2 separate regions of the Mus musculus genome follow, and region 1 is linked to region 2. Evidence: chromatin contacts called from public HiChIP or PLAC-seq data. All regions are on one chromosome and are shown on one strand. The core of a region is the stretch at or near the end of the contact, and the rest is flanking DNA. Distances in the headings are between cores, read along the strand shown.

Region 1 (4,769 bases), core at 64-2,563, 260 kb before region 2:
TCTCTGACCTCTTTAGCTCACCAAGCTGCCACGTGCTATTTCTCTTCAGGCTGTTAATAAAATAGGTGCATGAGCGTGCACGAGCATGCACATGCACACACACAAATACACACACACACACACACACACACACACACACACTCCAGAGATCTTAACAGAAAACAAGTCCATGCTTGTGGGGAGCCTAGACAGGCCAGGGAAGCAAGGCTGTGGTGGCTGAGCCGTGAACTTTCAGTTTCCTATCCTGCCAGATGGTTTCCACCTCCATTTCAGTTCCAGAATGCCTTAAAGCTCAGGGCTAGCAGCCTGCCTACCTTAGTGACATCTGTGTTTCTAGGAAGCCAGTCTTCTGCAAGTCCCTTCCCAGCCTGCTTCCTCTGGCAGGGCACCACTGCCTTTGTCAGAGGTCTCAATGGAAGCTCCTTAAAAAGCAATACTCACAAGTGAAGGGACACTCACAGCCTATGTGTCTTTTGCAGTTGACAGCAATTTCAGGGAAGACACTAACTCACTTGACTCCTCAGCACAAGATTAGTAGCAATCCCACTCCTGGTTGAGGTAATGAACCTGGGTGCTCTGAAGAGGGCATGCGCACTGAGGATCTGAGACTTGTCTCTTTTCCCTTCCCAGAGTAGCTCTGGTCCCTTTCCACCTACATCATTCAGAGCAGCTGTGTTTGCTGAACTGTCCCATGGAGTGGGAGGCCTAGAAAGTGTTTGTCACCTCTGTGAACACAGTGTGTCTCAAACACAGTAGGTTCTAGAGACTGTTTGCAGAATGGATGAATGAATGGATGAATGAATGAATGAATGAATGAATGAATGAACAGAGGTGTGTTTATCAAGCCCACCCACACCGCAATCAGTTTCTAACAGGTTCTCAGCAGTTGACCAAGCCTGGTGCCCTCTGACAGTGGTACAGGGTCCTTCACCTTGCAGGGTCTCATTCATCTCCTGTCTTCACACTGGGTACTGGTCCTTTGCATCCTTCTAGGGGCTGAGCCAAGACAGCTGCTTTTCCACTCTGGTCTTTTCCCAGTTGAATCCCTGCTTTTATCCACCCACCCCCACCCCACCCTGTGAAACCTTTCCACCTGGCTCGAAGCCAGAGAGGCCTCTAAGTCACACTCAGAATTTCCATGACAGTAAACAGACTAAAAAAACCCCAAAGCTTCCCAGACTCTGAGAGGTCTCTTCCAATCCCACCGTGCCTGGCAGCATCCTCCCCGCACCCCACTTTAATACAGGCCTGTGGAAGGTCAATGACTCCTTTAAAAATAAAGGCGTGGTGGCTGAGTGCCCAGCTAGAACCAGCTGACAGTGCAGTTCTGTACAGCCAGCCCTCTCTTCTCTGCAGCAGCCTCCAGGCAATCTTTTCTCTAAGGTCTGCAATCTATTATGCTACAGTTAACTGCCACATTCAAATGTAAAAACAGATCCTTGGATCAACACCCCATAAAAAGCCAAGAAAAACGTGGTGGTGTTCTTTCCTGGCTTGAGCTTAGAGATTTGCAAGGGGAGAATCCTGGGCCAGAGAGGGCCAGGTGCCCTTGCTGGTTCACTGTAACTCCAGCAAGTTAGAGTCCCGGCACGCTGCAGCACTTCTAGGCATTGGCACCCTTGCTGGGGAGAGGAGGAGCAAGAGATGCCAGAGGACCAGTGACCAAAGTCCTGCACAGGAGCAGAGAGTGGAGCAGAGAGTGCTGGCTAGAGGCCTGCCAGCGCTTTCGTTTCACCCAGCTCCCTCTTTGATTCCGGTCTGGACTGGATCATCCTCGAAGATGGCTCTTTTAGACCTCCGCTCAAAACCTGCTACCCAGCTAAAATACAGATGTTTTCTTAAAACAAAGAACCATCACGCCTGCGGCGCGGAGAGCCTGGCTGCGCGCGCCGAAACACAGATTTTCATGCTTCCATGGACATGACTTGCTTTGCTGCACAAAATGAAAAAAAAAAAAAAAGTTTGTTAGGAAAGATCATAGGTGCATTTGAAGCTTTGGAAGAAAGCTGCTTTTATTCCCATTCCTGTGAGCTCCTTACCTTCCTCCCGAGCCTTGGGAGCAGTAAGCATAAAGTGGCAAGGATATTCTAATAACCAGATTTAATCTGTTCGCCAGGCAGTTGCTATAGCCACGCCCGTCTCCTTACACCTGTAGGCTGCTGCTCGTCCTGTGTCTGCCTGGCTGGACCAGCTGTTGCCCACCAGCTCTTGAGATCACAGTTTCTCTTCTGTGCCTTAAGAAGGTTTGATACCTTGTTACCACAGATATACATTTCCCCCATATTTTCCCTCTTCACCTGTTTTTTAACGAGTATTTGGGTTGTTTCTCTATATTGGCCATTATAAATAATCCAGAGTTTACATTTAATCCAAATGCAATCAGAGTTAAATATGCAACCTGCTCTTGGTGCAGAACTTGAATTCATTGTGTGGCCCACGTGGCCATGGTCAGGTCCCAGTTTCTATACTGTCTCTTGTTCCGTGAGGGTAGCTTAGTACACATGGGGCACACAGAGTATGTGTCAAATGGGTACAAAGACAAATTGGAAAGCAGGTTCTACAACAGTTTCAGTCGTAGTGGAGAACCCAAGAAAGACGACAGTGCCAAAGGCATGCTGCCTCCTGCTTTGGAGACTCGAGGGAAAGAAGCGATCACTTTAACACCAGCATGGGCCTGCTTAGGGCTGTGCAGAGAGCCTTGACCTTACACCGCTGTCCAAGTGACCCCATCTGCCCTGTGTTGTCTGAAGAAAGGTTTGTGTCACCCTTGTCTGCCATTTTCTCCCACATTCTCTTGTGTAGTGGTCTTCAAGCCAAGTTCCCCACCTGAAGTTATTTCAGCTAATGTCTATTTCCTGTCTGGACTTCTTCAAAAGGGAGATGAGCTGTGTGACGAAAAGGACGGTGCCTGCTGCTTTATTGTGATGTTTTCAAATGTTTAGAATAATGTCTAGCATATAGCAATTATACAATAAAGAGTTATTGAACGAACAGTGAATGACTCCTCCGGGGCTGGATGGCGGGTTTCCCTGAGAGATCCAATCAATAGACTGTGGGTCAGAAAGGCAGAGCTCAGGGGGAGGGGCTCAGAAGGCTCCACCTCTCTTTGATACTCTGTGTAGTTAAGGATTGCAGAGGGAGGAAGAGGTTTTTTTTTCAATGGTGAAGATACTGGTGAGATGCCCACACTCCTGTGAGTAGCTTCTTACTCATGCTTCTGGAGTAGCCCTAATTAAACTCACTGGGACACACACACACACACACACACACACACACACACACACACACACACAGAGTTCTGCCCAGTTGTGTGTTTACTTCTGTTTCTCTGTCTGGGTCCTTCAATGCCTCCCACAATCAGCCCTGGGAAGTCTAGCTTTGTGGTCTATGCAACAGGTGCTGAGCTGCTGTCCCTCTCTTCTGGCTTTCCTAGTCATTTCTGATGATGCAGGCTGGGGACTGTGGTCACAGACATGCTGACACACTCTTGCTAGCCTGTTCCTGCTAAGCCTGTTCTCTTAAGCATCCTCACACCAAACAACTGGAGCATGCCACACCCACAGGGCACTGCCTCCTCTGGGTTGAATAGCTTAGGCTGGTCCTAATCGCCCTGAGATGCTGCTACCTGGCTCAAGGATTCTCTCCTACCATCTGTTTTCCACTCAGTCTCACACAAAGGCAGCAGGGTCAGCTGGTCTGAGTTCAGTGGTTTGCATTTTCTAGCCTGGACAGACAGATTTATCCTCCCGAGGGACCTGAGTAATGCCACACCCTACCTACCCAGCCTCTTCTAAGTTCAGTTCTATTGGCTAGTGCTCCTTGACAGTGTCTCCATCACAGCCTGTGGTTCCATCATGGGTGTGTGGGTGTGTGGGTATGTGTGTGTGTGTGTGTGTGTGTGTGTGTGTGTGTGTGTGTGTGTGTGGGTGGTGGGTGGGTGTGTGTGTGTGTGTGGGTGGGTGGGTGGGTGCTATTTTCTTTTCATGTAGGAAGCACCACACACAGGTATGGTACACTTTCTATGTGCAAGCCTGTTTTGTTTGTTCCTTTCATTTTCTCTGATCTTGGTCAGGTATCTTTTTGGTCAGTTTGTTTGTTTTGAGACAGGGTCTCAAGTAGCTCAGGCAGGATGTGAACACTTTCTTTGTATCTCATGCTAGCTCTGAGCTCTTAATCCTCCTGCTTCCACCTTCCAAGTGCTGGGATTATAAGAATATATTAGTATGCCTAGCATGTCAGTTTTTTTTTAGATTTCTACTTTTTTTCCTGGGAATTCTTTTTTATTAGTTTTTGGAAAAATTTGTACAACATGTTTGCTCACATATACTCTCTCCCCAACCCCTCCAGATCCATCCATCCTTTTTCTGTACTCATCTATCTTTGTGTCCTTTATTTGTTCTTTTTTTAATTTATTTTTTTAATTAGGTATTTTTTCATTTACATTTCAAATGCTATCCCAAAAGTCCCCCATACCCTCCTCCCCCACTCCCCTACCCACCCACTCCTACTTCTTGGCCCTGGTGTTCCCCTGTACTGAGGCATATAAAGTTTGCAAGACCAAGGGGCCTCCCTTCCCACTGATGGCCGACTAGGCCACCTTCTGATACATGTGCAGCTAGAGACACGAGCTCCAGGGGTACTGGTTAGTTCATATTGAGTTCCACCTATAGGGTTGCAGACTCCTTTATCTCCTTGGGTACTTTCTCTAGCTCCTCCATGGGGGCCCTGTGATCCATCCAATAGCTGACTGTGAGCATCCACTTCTGTGT
Region 2 (4,259 bases), core at 1,395-3,894:
GCTGGCAGTAATCATTAGTTTCGGGGCTCTGAAAATTATAACTGCTCCTGATTCTGGCCTAGTATTCCTGTTTTCCTCTTCTCTGCCTTGTTAGGAGCAGTCAGCACTGTGAACAATACCAGGCCCCTCCCACCATGATTGGATGAAATGTCTCAGGAATTGTGAGCCACAGTAACTTTTCCTTCCTTAAGCTGTTTTCTCACAGTGGCAGAAGCAGCTGATCTGACCCAGGAGCTGGAGGGTAGCTCCTTCTGTGGTCTTGACTCCCACTTCACTGGTCATGAGCAGTGCTGAGCTAAAAGGAGTCACGTGAGAGAGTAAGAGCTGGAAAATACAAACGCTAATCTGAATCGTCAATGCTGAGTGCTCGACAGCAGACGAACCAGAACAGAAGAATCATTGAACTTCAAAGACCAGTCATCTGAAAGGACTCGGGCAGAGAGACAAAAATAAAAAATGAAAATGTCAAGAAGGCACAGGGACCTCTGAGACATCATCTAATGGTGACTGGTGTTTTAGCAGTTTTCCCAAACAAGAAAAAGTAAACAGGAATAACTAGGAAAAGAACGCCTCCTTTTCTGGATGCAAGATGCCCAACAAACTCCAAACATGAAGGCCAAAAGTTTACACCAAAACACAGTACCTCAGCTGTTAAAAATCAAATGTCAAGAAAACGCTGTGGAAGAATCCAGAGGAAAGCAGATTTCCCCTTCCAAGGCAATGTCTATGGAACTGTGAGGAGATTTCTCAGAAAAAGAAAAACCTTTGCAATCCAGAGGACTATGCTGTCATGGTCACATTGCTGAAAGACAAGAAAGCTACCAAGCAGTAATGCTGGACTGAATCCAGCTGTCCTTCAGAAAGAAATGGGAAATGCTGACTTTCCAAACAAACAAAAGTAACTAGAATTGCCTCACTGAGAGCACTAAAGTGAGTCTTCAAGTTGAAATAAAGGTCTACCAAAGATCAAAATTCAATCATATGAAAATATAAAGTAAATATACATATAACTACAGATTAGTATAATTCTGAAAAATATTCTAACATCAAGATTAAAATATAAAAATATTCAAAACAATCATAATTACAAAGATATTTCCATGGCACACAATACAAAATATGTAAACTTTGAGATCAATAAAAGAAAGCACAGTGAGAAAAAACTTCAAGTTCACCAGTATAAGCAATTATTGAAATTACTATCAACATAAGGAAAATGCTACAATTGAACCACAGTTTAGATAAGCCCGACAAAACCCACACACCAAAAAATTCTACTGCAAAAAAATTTGTATTTACTAATTTGAAAATTGTGACTTGCTGTCTTGAAATTGGGCTACAATTTGCTACTTGTGTTTATAGCTTAGCCCTGAAACCATGCAAGTTACTTATTTCCTGTCAATCATGTTTGGCCATCTACACACCAAGATGCCTGAGGGCAGCGACTCATACACGCTCTTAAAGCAAGCTTCATGGAAGCCATCTCAAACCTTCAGTGAGACTTTAGTCAGAGGGAATGAAGATTTGCTCAGAGTAATTTCATCTGAAGATGAAAATTCACCGCAGAACCCTCTGGGGCAGCCAGCAGTACCGATGCCACACTGTCTGGTCTTTTGGGCTCCCTCAGCACTGCTTGAGCATAGTTCTTACCAGAACCCCGTGGCTTGCCCGTGAGGCTTGAGCCTAAAATGGTCAGTGAGCCTGCTGTGCACTGAGTGTGCACATCTGCACTCTATCAGTCATGTATCGCACACATTGCTGTGGAGCAGAGCACATTTTCTGAAATATAAGAATCTTGGCACCATGATGCAGGGAGCAGTGTCTGTCTTGCTATTGAATTCACAACGGTAAGTATTTTATATATAAGGCAATCCACAAATATTTGCTGAACAATTTCCCCATGAAGAGGATTTCTTTTCTTTATCAGCTGTCTGAAGAGCAGAGGCTGAGATGGGCCCTTTCAGGCACCCGTCTCCAATGCCTGATTGCTCTGCTGGAGGGGGAGGGGAGGCAGAACTAAACAGGAAATGTGTTTATTTAGATCTCCTCTTTGGTGGAAGAACTTTTTCTTGAAGAAGTTTATGGTATAGTAGCCACCATAATTAAAATATAGTGTGTGAATATATATGAAAGGTAGTGTTATGATTTCTGCTTATTGCCAAAATTTTTTTAAAAGTTGGGAAAATTAAAACTATTCAGGTCTTGTCTCATCGAAATCTACCCTTTCACGGCAACAGAGTCAGTGCTCACCTCCTTCCACTCCTGAGCAAAGTGACACAGAGGTCTGATTGGCTGGCTGGGGCTCATGAAGCCAGTCAGTTTCCAGTTTTAATTCTGGGGCTTTATTGGATGGGGTCCTCTTATATTCTTAGTAAGGTTCCTTTTATTTTTGAGTATGCAGAACATTTACTCAAGTAAGCTCAGAATAGTTCAGACTTATGAAGGAAATAAGAGAGACCGGAGACAACAGGTGAGGCTCTAAGGATGTGGCCTCAAGCTTCCCCTGTTATCCCCAGCACAGCCAATCTTCAGCCTCACGTCCTCTCAGTAAGAAACGATTACAATGATGAGGACATTACAGCAATTCCTTTGCTTTTATTTGTCTTCTGACCGAGCTGCCTAGTTGGGAGGGTTGCTATGGAGACAGTGGTGCCATGGGCAACACAGTGCACTACATTGAAGTCTCAGAGAATCAATGTTGGGGCTTGTTGGAGAGTTTCCTGGGCAAGTTTATTGTACTGAACGAGAGAATGGGAATCTGACCTGAGTGAGTAAAAGCAGTCCAAAACATTGTGTCTGTGGAGGGCCAATTAGGTTGCTCACTGGACACTTTGGAGAGGAAACTGCCCATACTGTTCAGACACACCAAGTGAGAGAATGAAGGGTGCTAGTCTGACGGGCTGCTTCAGAGATCGTAATACTTCTTTCAGGAGGCTAGCAGAGTCTTTATTGGATTTTGCAGGCATATTGAAAATCCACTGTGATAGCAAATGAAATAAGAACCTCCTAGACTAAATAAACCAGAATGAATGGGCTTTAGCTAAGGTCTTGAAGCACTTGGGACACCTGCACTATGGTGCTCATCATTGTCCGACCCTGGCTTTCCAAACCCAAGGCTTCTTTATACACCAGTTTTCACCCATGGTATTCTGATGGCTCACCACAGGCTCTCTTTTTCTCTCCTCATTCCAGCAGTCATATAGTCATATAGATCATAGCCTTCCACAGAAAAAGTATTCTCTCTCTCTCTCTCTCTCTCTCTCTCTCTCTCTCTCTCTGTGTGTGTGTGTGTGTGTGTGTGTGTGTGTGTGTGTGTGTGTGTTACATGGAAAGGAAACTAGAGAGGAAACAAACAAAGGAAACTAGAGATTGTACATCTGGGTATAACAGAGCAGAGACACTGGGCGATTCACTCTGGGAACAGGTATGAACAATGCAAGTTCATCGTGATTGTCTACATCAGGGACTTGGGCTCCCAGCTATCACAAGGTTCTCTAAAAGTCACAGGGACTATGATAGTTTAGTTTAGTTTAGTTTAGTTTAGTTTAGTTTAGTTTAGTTTTGTTTTTCGAGACAGGGTTTCTCTGGGTAGCCCTGGCTGTCCTGGAACTCACTCTGTAGACCAGGCTGGCTTCGAACTCAGAAGTCCGCCTGCCTCTGCCTCCCAAGTGCTGAGATTAAAGGTGTATGCCACCAATGCCTGGCGATATTTTAGTGTAAGATTTTCAATCATAAATTCCATGTGGCAAGAATTTTCAAGCGGATGGAATTACATCACAACCACCACATTGAAACAAAGACCAGAGTGAATGAACACCTGTTTACCTCCTGTCTTTGTTTTAGGTGAAGTGTATGAAATATAAACATCATCTCATTAAAGGAAGGTTTAATGGCATTTAGTACATCTACAATGCTGTGTATCCTTATCTGGCTCCAAATTATCCATATCATTTACAAACTAAAGTCTGATGTCAGCCATAGTGGAGCACACGTTTAAGGTCAGTAACTGGGATACAAAAGCAGGCAGATCTGTTCGGTGTCCATGCCATGCTTGCAACATACCTGGGATGTTCCAGTTTGCTGCATGTTCTACTGGAGTTAAAGGATGTTTTCTAATGATGACTGTGAAGCCTATGGCCATTGATATTTGTTGGCAGTGACCTGTAGCTAAAATCATGGCCCAGGCAATAGGAATATGATGTACAAGAGAGATACTCTTACCCACTCAACCTGCTTTCTGCCTGTCTGTCGGTCTTGTT

The links. HiChIP or PLAC-seq counts read pairs in DNA pulled down with a chosen protein or histone mark.
Region 1: a contact with region 2 is called in an H3K4me3 HiChIP or PLAC-seq map of embryonic basal ganglia, with 4 times the contacts expected there. The contact joins two enhancer-like sites. A contact is called at or near these places in 1 of 484 Hi-C or Micro-C datasets (nephron progenitors), 5 of 115 datasets of contacts at active chromatin or transcription factors (CD8 T cells, Th17 cells, embryonic basal ganglia and 2 more) and 1 of 9 other capture datasets (embryonic stem cells).

Annotation. Positions count from the first base shown.
Region 1 is chr9:14,170,700-14,175,468 of GRCm38.p6, reverse strand. No RefSeq gene overlaps it. Among named protein-coding and RNA genes, the nearest start is that of Gm51286, 7.0 kb to the left of the region's middle. Within about 2 kb of position 1,313, at least 185 of the 459 cell types and tissues checked have an H3K27ac peak or open chromatin away from gene starts, as enhancers often do. A contact at or near this core is called in embryonic basal ganglia and stem cell-derived neural progenitor cells, where this site is marked.
Region 2 is chr9:13,917,391-13,921,649 of GRCm38.p6, reverse strand. No RefSeq gene overlaps it. Among named protein-coding and RNA genes, the nearest start is that of Fam76b, 92 kb to the right of the region's middle. Within about 2 kb of position 2,644, at least 45 of the 459 cell types and tissues checked have an H3K27ac peak or open chromatin away from gene starts, as enhancers often do. A contact at or near this core is called in embryonic basal ganglia and stem cell-derived neural progenitor cells, where this site is marked.